Linked DNA regions of Hordeum vulgare: all the other regions are linked to region 4. The links are chromatin contacts, called in public Hi-C maps. All regions are on one chromosome and are shown on one strand. The core of a region is the stretch at or near the end of the contact, and the rest is flanking DNA. Distances in the headings are between cores, read along the strand shown.

What was found. A called contact is a pair of places that touch in the nucleus more often than the background predicts.
Region 1: a contact with region 4 is called in a Hi-C map of seedling, with 6 times the contacts expected there. The contact joins the promoter of LOC123443249 here to the promoter of LOC123443250 in region 4. A contact is called at or near these places in 3 of 6 Hi-C or Micro-C datasets (leaf and seedling) and 1 of 1 datasets of contacts at active chromatin or transcription factors (embryo).
Region 2: a contact with region 4 is called in a Hi-C map of leaf, with 5 times the contacts expected there. The contact joins the promoter of LOC123443252 here to the promoter of LOC123443250 in region 4. A contact is called at or near these places in 3 of 6 Hi-C or Micro-C datasets (leaf and seedling).
Region 3: a contact with region 4 is called in a Hi-C map of leaf, with 7 times the contacts expected there. The contact joins the enhancer-like site here to the promoter of LOC123443250 in region 4. A contact is called at or near these places in 2 of 6 Hi-C or Micro-C datasets (leaf and seedling).

What each region holds. Positions count from the first base shown.
Region 1 is chr3H:133,430,002-133,432,859 of MorexV3_pseudomolecules_assembly, reverse strand. LOC123443249 reads left to right here and starts at 1,352. Exons shown (of 3, transcript XM_045119567.1): 1 at 1,352-2,105; 2 at 2,282-2,413; 3 at 2,502-2,858. The coding sequence starts at 1,713. The coding sequence ends at 2,675. It overlaps LOC123443248 (eukaryotic translation initiation factor 3 subunit L-like), which reads left to right. Exons shown (of 7, transcript XM_045119566.1): 4 at 110-258; 5 at 338-431; 6 at 764-835; 7 at 938-1,268. The coding sequence ends at 982.
Region 2 is chr3H:134,891,076-134,893,791 of MorexV3_pseudomolecules_assembly, reverse strand. It overlaps LOC123443252, which reads right to left and starts at 1,343. Exons shown (of 6, transcript XM_045119570.1): 1 at 1,099-1,343; 2 at 1-107.
Region 3 is chr3H:134,517,686-134,520,385 of MorexV3_pseudomolecules_assembly, reverse strand. No RefSeq gene overlaps it. Among protein-coding and RNA genes, the nearest start is that of LOC123445799, 280 kb to the right of the region's middle. Within about 2 kb of position 1,340, at least 3 of the 3 cell types and tissues checked have open chromatin away from gene starts, as enhancers often do. A contact at or near this core is called in leaf and seedling, where this site is marked.
Region 4 is chr3H:133,994,774-133,997,473 of MorexV3_pseudomolecules_assembly, reverse strand. LOC123443250 (TOM1-like protein 9) reads right to left here and starts at 1,352. Exons shown (of 10, transcript XM_045119569.1): 1 at 986-1,352. The coding sequence starts at 1,086.

The DNA of each region.
Region 1 (2,858 bases), core at 103-2,602, 560 kb after region 4:
CCTTGAGAATTACTTCTATTTCCTTGACCTGTAAATTTGTTTCCCCCCCAAAAATGGAAGACGAGACATACAGAATAAATAGTTGATTAGTTTTCCTGTTATGTGACAGGACGCCTATCGGCTTCAGTTGAAGCTGTTCCTTTATGAAGTGAAGCAGCAACAGCTCCTTTCTGGTATCCGGAGCTATCTAAAGTTATACTCAGCAATTACCATTACCAAACTTGCCCAGTATATGGAAATGGATGAGGCAACACTTAGGTCTGTATGATCATTAACTTGGGTTGTTAGTTCTTTTGATTTGTCTGTAGGCATAAGAAACATTCAAATATTTGGACAGGTCTATTCTTATGACGTACAAGCACAAAATGCATGCAGTTGACAGTAATGGGAAAATTGTATCCAGTGCAGACTTTGATTTCTATATTAATGAGGTAATGTCAGTTCTCCTTTCTGTGCCTAAGATAAGTTTTTTGCATCAACATATTATGTTGTGCTGATTTCTTTATTACGAGTTGGTTTTTTTCTGCTGCATCTTAGAAGTTAATATCTTCACTATATCAATTGCTAGCCCGTGGTACTCCATTGAGCTGCTGTAGTCTGTAGATAATTGGAGCTCCTTGCTGGAATGAACTTTGTTACGAAAAAGATTCTTCTCAAGTTCAACCATGATTGTGTTAACTTGTGCTTTCTCAAGTCTCTTGCCTACTTCGGCAATGTATGACTAATATGATTAATTACATATGAACGATCTGTATTCAATTAGGATGTTATTCATGTCGTGGAGTCCAAGTCGACCAAGCGCCATGGGGACTACTTTTTAAGACAGATTTTAAAGGTACTTGAAACCCCACTTGACGATAGTTCCCCCTTTTCTTACTATAAATAACACATTTATTGTTAGACCATAGTCTAAACTTCCTTTTTCAATATCCTACAGTTTGAAGAAACCATTGCTGAATTGGACAAGGTACAGCTTGACTGAGCATGGTAAAGATCATCGAGGAGAGAAACATCCCAGATCATGTTTTCATTTTCCTTTTTCCTTTTACGGGAGACACTTGTGGCGACTAATGTTAGCAGAGCATTATTTGTGCCTTCTAGTACACAGTTTGACTCGGTGAAGCATTGGCAATTCACTGTATTATCCTGTTTTTTTAGTTCCTGTTTGCTATTTGATGAGTAATCCGTCAGTTACTAGTTGAGAACTTGAGATACCTTCCGTGTTTATCCAATTGGGTGGGCACATGTTTTGGCTCACAAGTATTAAATCTGGAAGCTGATTGCACAACGCTCATCAGTTGCCTTGCATTTTAGCCACGCGTTCCTGTGGGTTCAATGCATCGCTCCATCCTCATCCCTATGACAGCCACTCATGGGTGCTTCCTAGCTCACTGCCCAACAATGTGGCTCCGCGAAGGGGACGGTCGCTGCTGCTGTTAAGATTAACTAACATACGTAATTAGAGGAAATCTCTGCCTGTATTAACTGTCGATGGATGCTATTTCGGCGGTCTCATTTTGCTGCCCGTGAGACCCCCTCCGATGTATGCCACGTTGCCTCCACAATCTCAAAGCAGGAATCACATCTGCCATCAGTTTCTCTTCCCAACTATCGATTCCTGCCGTACCCTGTATGCACGACCAAGTTAGAGTTCGCTTGTCCTCATCGGCTTTGGCACCCACACGGCATCACGCTATCGAGACATCTCATCCATGACCGTGCTGAACGGCATCGTTGCCGGCGGCCAGTCTGGATTGCTCGACCACGGCGGCAGTCTGGATTGCTCGACCACGGCGGCTGCTCGCCATGTTGCTGGCCGGGCGGAACACGTCCTTGCGGCCAGCGGGGCCAACTCCTCGTCGGCCAACGGATCAGATAGCTCATTCATGGTGGCTGGGGCTGTACGCCATGCTGTTGCCCCAACGGACATCACGTTCCCTGCAGGCGTGCATCAAGGCGTCATGGGGGACGGCCGGACCGAGTACGTGTTGGTGGCGGCCGTGCGGCAAGGTGTGGAGGACAAGCAGACGAAGTCCACGGCGGCGGCGGCTGTACGAGACTGCACCCATACGACCACATCCATCAGAGGAGAGGACGATGCCGGGGTAAGCAGGCTGCATGTGAATAGCCATGTGCTAGCTCTTTATTTTTGTGCATGCATGCGTATTTAGTCATGCTAGCCGATAATCATATAGCAGTCTTGTTAAGCCAAAGCATAATATCATATGTTGTAGAATCAAACTTGAAAGTGATTAAATTGATGATGTTTGACATTATGCAGTTTCAATGGCTGGAAGGACAGAAAGTGTTGCACCCTTTATCGAGGAACAGCGCAGTGTATGAGTCGAGCCGTGAGCCTATGACACCAAGCAAAAAGAATGATAAAGGAGAAGAAAACTGTTTGATTGAGAAGGTAAAAAAAATACTACAATGCATCGACTTTAAAAATTTTATTTATACTACAATGTCGATGAAGTCGGTGTATTTCATGTGTGTAACAGGATAATCCGAATGCATCTTCAAATAAAATTGTGTCAAAGGAAGGAATGTGTTTTCATTCTGAAGATGAGGCATACGAGTTCTATAATGCATATGCAAAAAAGAAAGGATTCAGTGTTAGGTGGACACACAAAAAAAAGAGAGAGCAGACGATACCTTATCTGCTAGGTATTTAGTTTGCAGTAAGGAAGGAGTGAAAGAAAAACATAGCACACATGAGACGAGGAAAGAACAAGCTTCTACGAGGACAGCTTGCAAAGCTCGTGTCCAGTTCCATATTACTTCGGCGGGTGTTTGGATGATTCAGAAGGCTGTCATTGAGCACAATCATCATATGGTATCTCCGGACAAGGCACACA
Region 2 (2,716 bases), core at 94-2,593, 900 kb before region 4:
AACACCGAAGCAGCACGCACAGGAGAAACAAAACGCAGCTTGGATCATCATGCAGAACCCTGAACACACGTCTCAAAAAAGATGGCTAGGTACGCTAGGTTGAAAGCCTGAAACAAAGAAGCAAGCATTAGACGAGGAACGAAACGCGAAGATGGCTATCTTGGGCCATCCATGCATGCATGCATGCATGCAAGCAAACACATTCAGCTCATGGAATATAGAGAACGACACGACACAAAGGTAAACAATCACACAGCAGACGAAGCTGAGAGAGGTGGTAATGAATGTAACCCAGCTACATCTCCAACTAATCCTAAGCAGATACCATGCATACCAAAATGAGAGGAGACACGCACACACAGCTACTTGTGCGGAGACGTGTACACACGCAGCTACTAATAAGGAACTAAGCGAAGCTGTGCGGTGCAGGCCGACCTTGCTACTGACCGCGGAGCTCAGCTTAAGCTTCGACCCTTTCTTTTGGCGACATGAAATATAGACGCGCGGCGACAGCATCCGAGAGCCACGGAGTTGGAGGTGGAGCTCGAGTCCCGAGAGGCCCATGCACAGCTGGAAACACTGCCCAAGACCCCACGCAGAAAAAAAGCAGGCAAGGCAAACAGTACAGCCCACCCCCCATGAGCCCCTCTCCCCCACCGCTCTTGGCCTGGCGGAGAGCCTCCTCGCCGAGATCCATGAAATGATAGCCGCGAAACCTAGGAAAAAGAAAAAAAGCGTCGCTCCTTGGACGAACCAGCAGATCCCCTTCCGAAAACTTACCGGACCACGCAAGCTACCAAGGGACAACCATCAAACCTTCCTCCATGAAATCATTAATCCAAAATGGGGTGGAGATGTAGCCATCGATTAGACCGAACGGAGATTAAATCCATGTTTTTTTTTACACCCGTCAGTCGTGAATCTACCGCGGGGCCTCGGAGAGAAGGCAAGAAACGGAAAAGATTTGGCCCGGGGAGAAAAAAAGGGATGCCGAGAGATTATAGGGTGAAAACGACTGAGCCCCTGCCCCCTCACCAGATCCACCAGAAAAAAGCAGGAGGAGCTCGCAGAGACGGGATCGAGTAGATCAAACCAAACCTGTGAGGAGGACAAGGCTCGCCCCGGCCCGGACGCTTCGGCAAGCACGATCCACGGCGAGGGGCGTCGCGGCCGCCAGGGAAGGGATCGCAACAACGCCGGGGCGCGGGCTGGGCCTCCGTGGCGGCGCGGCGGCGGCTCCGGTGGGAATTTAGGGGGAGTGTGGGTGGGGAAAGGCGCGTGCTTTAGGGTTTTTTGGGGAGATGGGCGCCGAGAGAGAGAGAGAGAGAGGTGGGGAGGTAGAGAAAGAGGATGGGTGGGAGGGACGGAGGGAGGTGGTGATAGAGAGAAAAAGGCAGCTGGGAGGGAGAGGGGGTAATCAGCTGCGGCCGGCGTGTGTGTGGACGCGAATGTTTCCTTCCCGGGGAGACGCGCCCCCATGTGCCCTTGCCACCACGTCAGCCCCTGCCCATACCAGGTAGTACAAAACACACTGCTCTGTCATGTTTGTATGTGTGTGTTTTACATTTTCTCTGCAAAGTTTTTTCTTACGTAGTACATTCGGAAATGTTTATGTAGACGCACATAAACTAATTTTTATAAACGCACGCATACTCTATCCGTTATGGACACTTTCGAGATATGTGTGTTTTACATTTTCTATGTAACGTGTGTTTGGTATGATAGCTTTGAATTTTTTCAGTATTGTTCTGTTTTCATAATTTATGTGAAATTCTTTTTTTGTACTTTTGATAGACATTTGTGTGTCGGGTAGATATAGTGATGTTGTATGCAATAGTGACACGGGGGTTGACTTGCCATGGACCCGCATACCATGTGGTTACAGACTTTTGTCGCGATCTCGCACTATACACACACATCCCGTGTGGACGCGGGGTTTGATGATGATGATCAAGACCCCCAAGCGTCAGTTGTATCGTCCGCTCACATTTTATTGGCACACGATCTCACACTATACACACACATCCCGTGTGGGTGCGGGGGTTGATGATGATGATCAAGACCCCCAAGCGCCAGTTGTATCGTCCGCTCACATTTTATTGGCACGCGATGGGATATGGCACAACTGGGTTCATGTCGCTTTGCGCTCTCACTTTACTAGACCTGACCCACATTGATGGATCTGGCGCTCTATCTCAACAACTGAACCGGACGAGGCCTTGCCTATGTCAGGAAGGATGTTGGATAACTTCGTCAAGATTTTGCGGTGCTTCGTGCTCTCGCGAGCTGTTCTCATCCAAGTTTGACCGAATCGAGCCCAAGTGGTGCAGTCATTAAGGCCGCCAGGAATCGATGCTTCATACGTCTCCAGCGTATCTACTTTTCTTAACGCTTTTGCTTTTTTTTTTGGACTCTAATTTGCAGGATTTGAACGAAACTAACCCAGAGTGACACTGTTTTCAGCAGAATTACCATGGTGTTATTTTTTGTGCAGAAATAAAAGTTCTCGGAATTGAACAAAACTTTCTGATTTATGGAATAAAAAAATATTGGAACCAAGACTCACTAGAGGGGAGGCCCAAGACACCCACTAGGCACGAGGGCACGTCACCCCCCGGCCTGGTGGGTAGTGGGGACCACGGGGCTCGGCTGACCCTAACTCTAGCACTATAAATCCTATTTTCGAAGAAAACAATAGGGGAGGAAGTTTCATCAC
Region 3 (2,700 bases), core at 91-2,590, 520 kb before region 4:
CCCCCTTAGGTTAGTGTATTTTTGTTCATCTGATTTGATTTGATTCATTCGTGTAAGCTTCAGTTGAGAGAGATAAAAAGTGAAGAAGGGATCAAAATATCAAATACAAGAGAAATAAGGCATTGACGGCAGCGGCAACTAGGAACCCAGGAGGCCACGCGGCGGCGCTCGTGCTCTAAAAGAGATTGACGGTAGTGCAGTGACGGGGCCAGCATGCAAGCATAGGAGGGCAAGTTTGTCCATAAAAGAGACAAAGCTCATATGAAATAAAAAAATTGGCTACAACGAACCCCTCCCCCCCCCCCCCCCCCCCACCCTCCGGGAACTAGCATGACGGTTCAAGGGTAAGCTGGCGGCAGCAAGGAACCAATGGAGTTTCATCTATACGACAAATGCTTTTGTTTTAACTTTCAATAACTGAAAGTCCTAATTCTCGTAGTGTGTATTTCTGCTTGTGTGCTAAGGTATCATTTGAAAACCGCATGTCTGGTTAAGAACAACATAACAGGGACAATAGAAAATTGTGTTGCATAAATTGTCGACTGAAAATTGATAGAAAATTGTAGTCCAGAGTATATAAGTTGCTACTAGATATACTCCTATAAAAATAGCTCTATAACTATTCATATATAGTTTTATAGTGGAATCTTTAAAATGCTTATATTTAAAAACAAAAGAAGTATATATAAACGCATACGTCTATACTTGATTTTTTTTAAAAATGAGTGTTTCAAACTTTATTTAAAAAGCGAATACTATAATATGTCTATTACTGTTTTTTAGTCGGATTAGTTTTTGTTTTTGGTGGTGGATATGTCTATTACTTACACACACAGTTTATACTGGAGAAGCACGCAATACACGATATTTTACTCGAACAGTCAATCTATTTTTTTTAACATAATATAGAGACAAGCGTTCATATACCAAGATTTTACCTCTACGAACGCACATACGCCCATCCTATTCCTATAAACACCTTCGAAAGATTAAACCGGGAATACCATCTTAAGATTTACCAAGATTTTATTCTAACATAAAAGTTAAGTACCAAAGTCTAATCCTTCACCATACAAGAGGTAATACTAACGTTATCACTAAGAAATTCTTAGTTGCTAGTACTAAGATAAACTACTACACACCGTTAATCTTAGAGTAGGCAACATGTTCTGGAAAGAAAGAGAGGGATAATAATTGAATAGAGGATACGTTCGTTCCACCACCCTGGAAAAAACCACCATATCTGCTGCCTAAAGCGTTGTGCCCGGCCGGCACAGTGGAAAACCCTAGGGCTCAAATAATTAACTAGTACTACGTCACGTCCATAGGTCCGAGACATAGCTACCTCTGTCTGCGCAGTGGCTCTCACATCATAGGGTTTCTGTGGGCCCAAACGCCGCGCGGCGAGAGAGATCGATCGATCGATCGATCGAGACAGTACGTATTATTCCACCAGTAATCTTTTCGTGGCGTACATGAGCCGTCAGATTTCGATCCAACGTACCGATAGACCCGACTCGTAAGAATACGTACCACGCGTACTGGGCGATTTGATGCGGCGATGTACCGATGTGAGCTATACTTATTGGTCAAGCACGGCATCATATCATGCATGCATCGTGTACACAGGCCAGATTAACCAGAGAGGAAGGCAGTTTAAACCACTGTTGCCGACTCCAAGAAGCTTAATTATAGCTGACAGCCCCCTGCGGCCGGCCACATGGACGATGCATGGGCGACATGTGGTGTTCGGTCCATGATTAGGTCCATGCTTTGGTGCATAACCAGAGAGCGTCTTCGGCTGAGGCCGATCGACCCTTAGCCCTAGCGGGTAGATGGATGTAATCTGCTTAATTATGCAGTAACTGCCAGTAAGAACAGCTATTTTTTTCAAATAATACATTTATTTTCATGATTTCAAAAAATAATGCATATGTTGAAAGTTTTTCAAAAATAGAATTCAGGATTCAGTCGGCTTCGATGAAGTTGATAGGGTTCCAGCCGGCTTCGGCGATGTCAATTAGTACTAATCGGCTCCGGTAAAAGCAATTAGTACTACTAATTGGCTTCGTCGAAACGGACTAGTGCATGCTACATATTTTGCATCATAATTTTATCTCTAGTTTCCCGTCATCCTCTCCCTAATTTCCCGCCACCCTTTCCTAGTTTCCCGACACCTTATTCCTTCATTCCTTCCGCCATTTTCTTTCACGCGGCAGAACATATTTTTTTATGGACTGCCGACAACGACGACGAAGACGATATCTTCATGCCGAGCATCAAGGCCAAGACTATCGCATCGTTGAAGGGCCAGAGTGCTGCATCGACGGAGGATGACGATGATGTCTTCATGTATTTTTTAGGTTGTAGTTTTTAAATTCAATCATATCGTTTAATTCGGTTGTACTTTTATCTTAATTATCTGTTCCAGTCTCTTTGAAATGTGACTTGAATAGAAATGTGTCTCGAATAACAATGAGGTTTTAGTGGCCTCAGCCAGACGTGCGAAAGGTAAAAGCCCAACCCATTTCATCCGTCGTAGGCGCATGCAGACGACACTCCATAAAGAAGTATGTTCTGCTGCATAATTTAGGAATGATTCACTCTTATGTCGCCGCTTCATCCATCTTCCATGCAATCAAAGTTGTCAGAATCGTGACTCAAGTCTTAGAATCTTACGATCTTAGGATCCAAACTAGC
Region 4 (2,700 bases), core at 103-2,602:
GGAAGATTAAAAAGTTGTAAAGTTGTCTTCAGGATTGTAAGGAACTTCACAACATAGTCCTTCTCATCTTTCATGTGCCTTGTGAGGGTCTAAATAACCTGCATTGTTCATGCAGCTCTAAGCAAGTGCCTCCAGGAGCAGCCATTTTGTTTCCATTTCTTTACTTTCTATGTTTTGCCTTAAGGTCCAAGAACGAGGCATAACTTATGTAACTCTCAGGTTATTGAATGAGTGGATTGATCGAAGCTTGTAAAAACCTGACTCTAGAGATATATTTTCTCCTTGAGAAAATCAGGCATCCAGTCCATACTAGAGGGGAAAATATTCAAACACGGTATGGGTCATGTGCAAGCTATCACTACAGAAATTTACACGGGGTGAAATAGCCATTTGGTTCATTTATCTATCCAGCAAAACGAACGATACTGATCAATGCCACAGGGGTAGACTACTAGCACGCTCTTGATAATTGGGTCAACTGCAGAATGTCCTTGAGCTTAGCATAACCAACAAACAGAATTTATATGCACTAGCGAATCTCCATTCAACAATGAATGAGAATTTTTAAAAACACCAGTATACGATCGAACATCGTATCCCCAGAAACCAGAACGCAAATGGATGGAACCAGATCCACGGCTCGCAAAATCGCAATTCCAAGAATTGTATCTCCGTATTTGACTTGGGCACTCCAGGAAGATCCAAATTCGAGCCGTTTGTCTCGTTCCGGTCAAAACTAACCGCTCATAAGAATTTGTCGGGATTAGAAGCATTTCCAGCAATCACGCCGCCCCACAACATAAAATCACGCTCCATCCTACCCCAGATCGTGCCAACTCCATCCACGACATAGCTCCCCCGCGTAAGACGCCACGGGCGGACAGGCCAGCCAACCACCCGACGTACGTAGCACGCATGGCAACGCACTCCTACTATCTCGGGCGACACGGCAGGGATCGGCTGGGCGAGGGGGAGGGGACCGTACCCGGGGTCGCGGTTGCAGATGTCGCAGATCTCCATGTTCTTGGCCCAGTCGGGGCCGATGAGCATGTCGCTGGTGGCCCGGTCCACCATGGCGCCGGCCATGGCGCGTCGCCGCCGGTGACAGGGGAGCCCGCCCGACCGGCCCTGGCCCCGGAGGCTGCGCCGCTCGGCCGGATGCGGATCGGAGGCGGGCTATTGGCTGCGAGCACGAGGCCACCAGATTGGCCGCGTTCCTTTCTCGGTGGGCGGGCAGGGCTTGGCTAGGCCTGGCTCCTCTTTTTTTCCCTCTTCTTTTTTGTTCCGGTTGTTTATAGGTCGTGCGAAAATTAGCTGTACAGTGTGCACTGTGTGGGTGTTCGATGCTTCGGCGGCGGCGACGACGACGACGGTGATGATGATGTGATAATAGATGGGGGGCAGTTAGGTGACGGGATCTGGCGGTGGCAGCGTGTGTTTTTGCGTGATCTGAGCTGTCCGACACTCGCTTTGGAGCGCGTGATTTTTTGTTTCGCCTAATTAATTCGTTTCTTCACGTAGGCTTCGGTTTTGAACGGGACAGTGGATGAACCCGTGCAAAGAAAATCATAAGAATTTAAATGATTTTCTTTTTGAGAAAGACTCCCGGTCTGAATTTATTTTTTATTTTTTGTTTTTACAAGGAAGACATGAAATCACGCCACTGGTCAGCAATGTTCCTTTAGGTTTGCCTGCCATAGGTCAAGATGTGTAAAATCAAACCTAAACTGAAAACCGAATGAAAAAAATCCAAAACGAAATCGAAATTTTGATTTTTCATGTTCTCATATGGTGTCAGTTTGCAAAACAGCAAGCCATGTTCATTTTGGGTCTTTTCAGTTTAAAACCAAATTATTTCACTTAAAAAAAAACAAAACAAAGACCTTGCACACCATATTTCCACCTCCCCCAGCCCAGCCCACATAAAATATTTTGGAATATTTTGGGCCTTCCCCTTCATTCCGTTCAATCCTAGTGAGGGGAACCCCTTAAACACACACACCTCAAGCACACACAGTCACGCAGAGGAGAGGATCAGAGGAGAGAACAGAGCATGGGACGACGCCCTAGCTAGGTTAAATTCCAGCGCATCCATCAAGACTTGTTCCTCCCCGTCGCAGGTGAAGCTTCGTCCTACCGACACTGGGGAAGCAACAACAAAGGCCCGTGGACTCACTTCGAGCGACAGCCATCGTCGGAGCCTGAGAAAGACACGAGTTGCTGCCACCACCGGATGGTAAGCCACTTCGTTCGATCTAGAGAGCTTTCGGTTCTGTATTGTGCATTGCTAAGCATTGTCATAGGCTCGTACTTGTTCAGTAACAATTAATTACAGTATTTGATCTGAATAGTTATGATGACTTGCAGTAGCATCTCCCCAATCTCATGCTATAGAATAGATGTTCGATAACAAAAAAAAGGTGAATACGCTTAGATAGCGTATCTTTTCATTGATAGAAGGGGAGAAAGTTACAGGGTGATGCCATGGACGTGTGCGCTAGAAGGCGTGTTCATGGCGATCGAGTGAGGAGGGGTGAAGAAGTGGGGTTGCTCAGCCCCTAATATGGTTTCAGGTTACATGCGTAAGGCTAGCTAGTCTCGTGGCTCCGACAAATGCCAGGGAGCGGGCTTCGTCCTTGATTGAAGCGATTACTGTGGAGATAGCTATTATTTTCAAACCATGCCACCATTGTTGAGGAT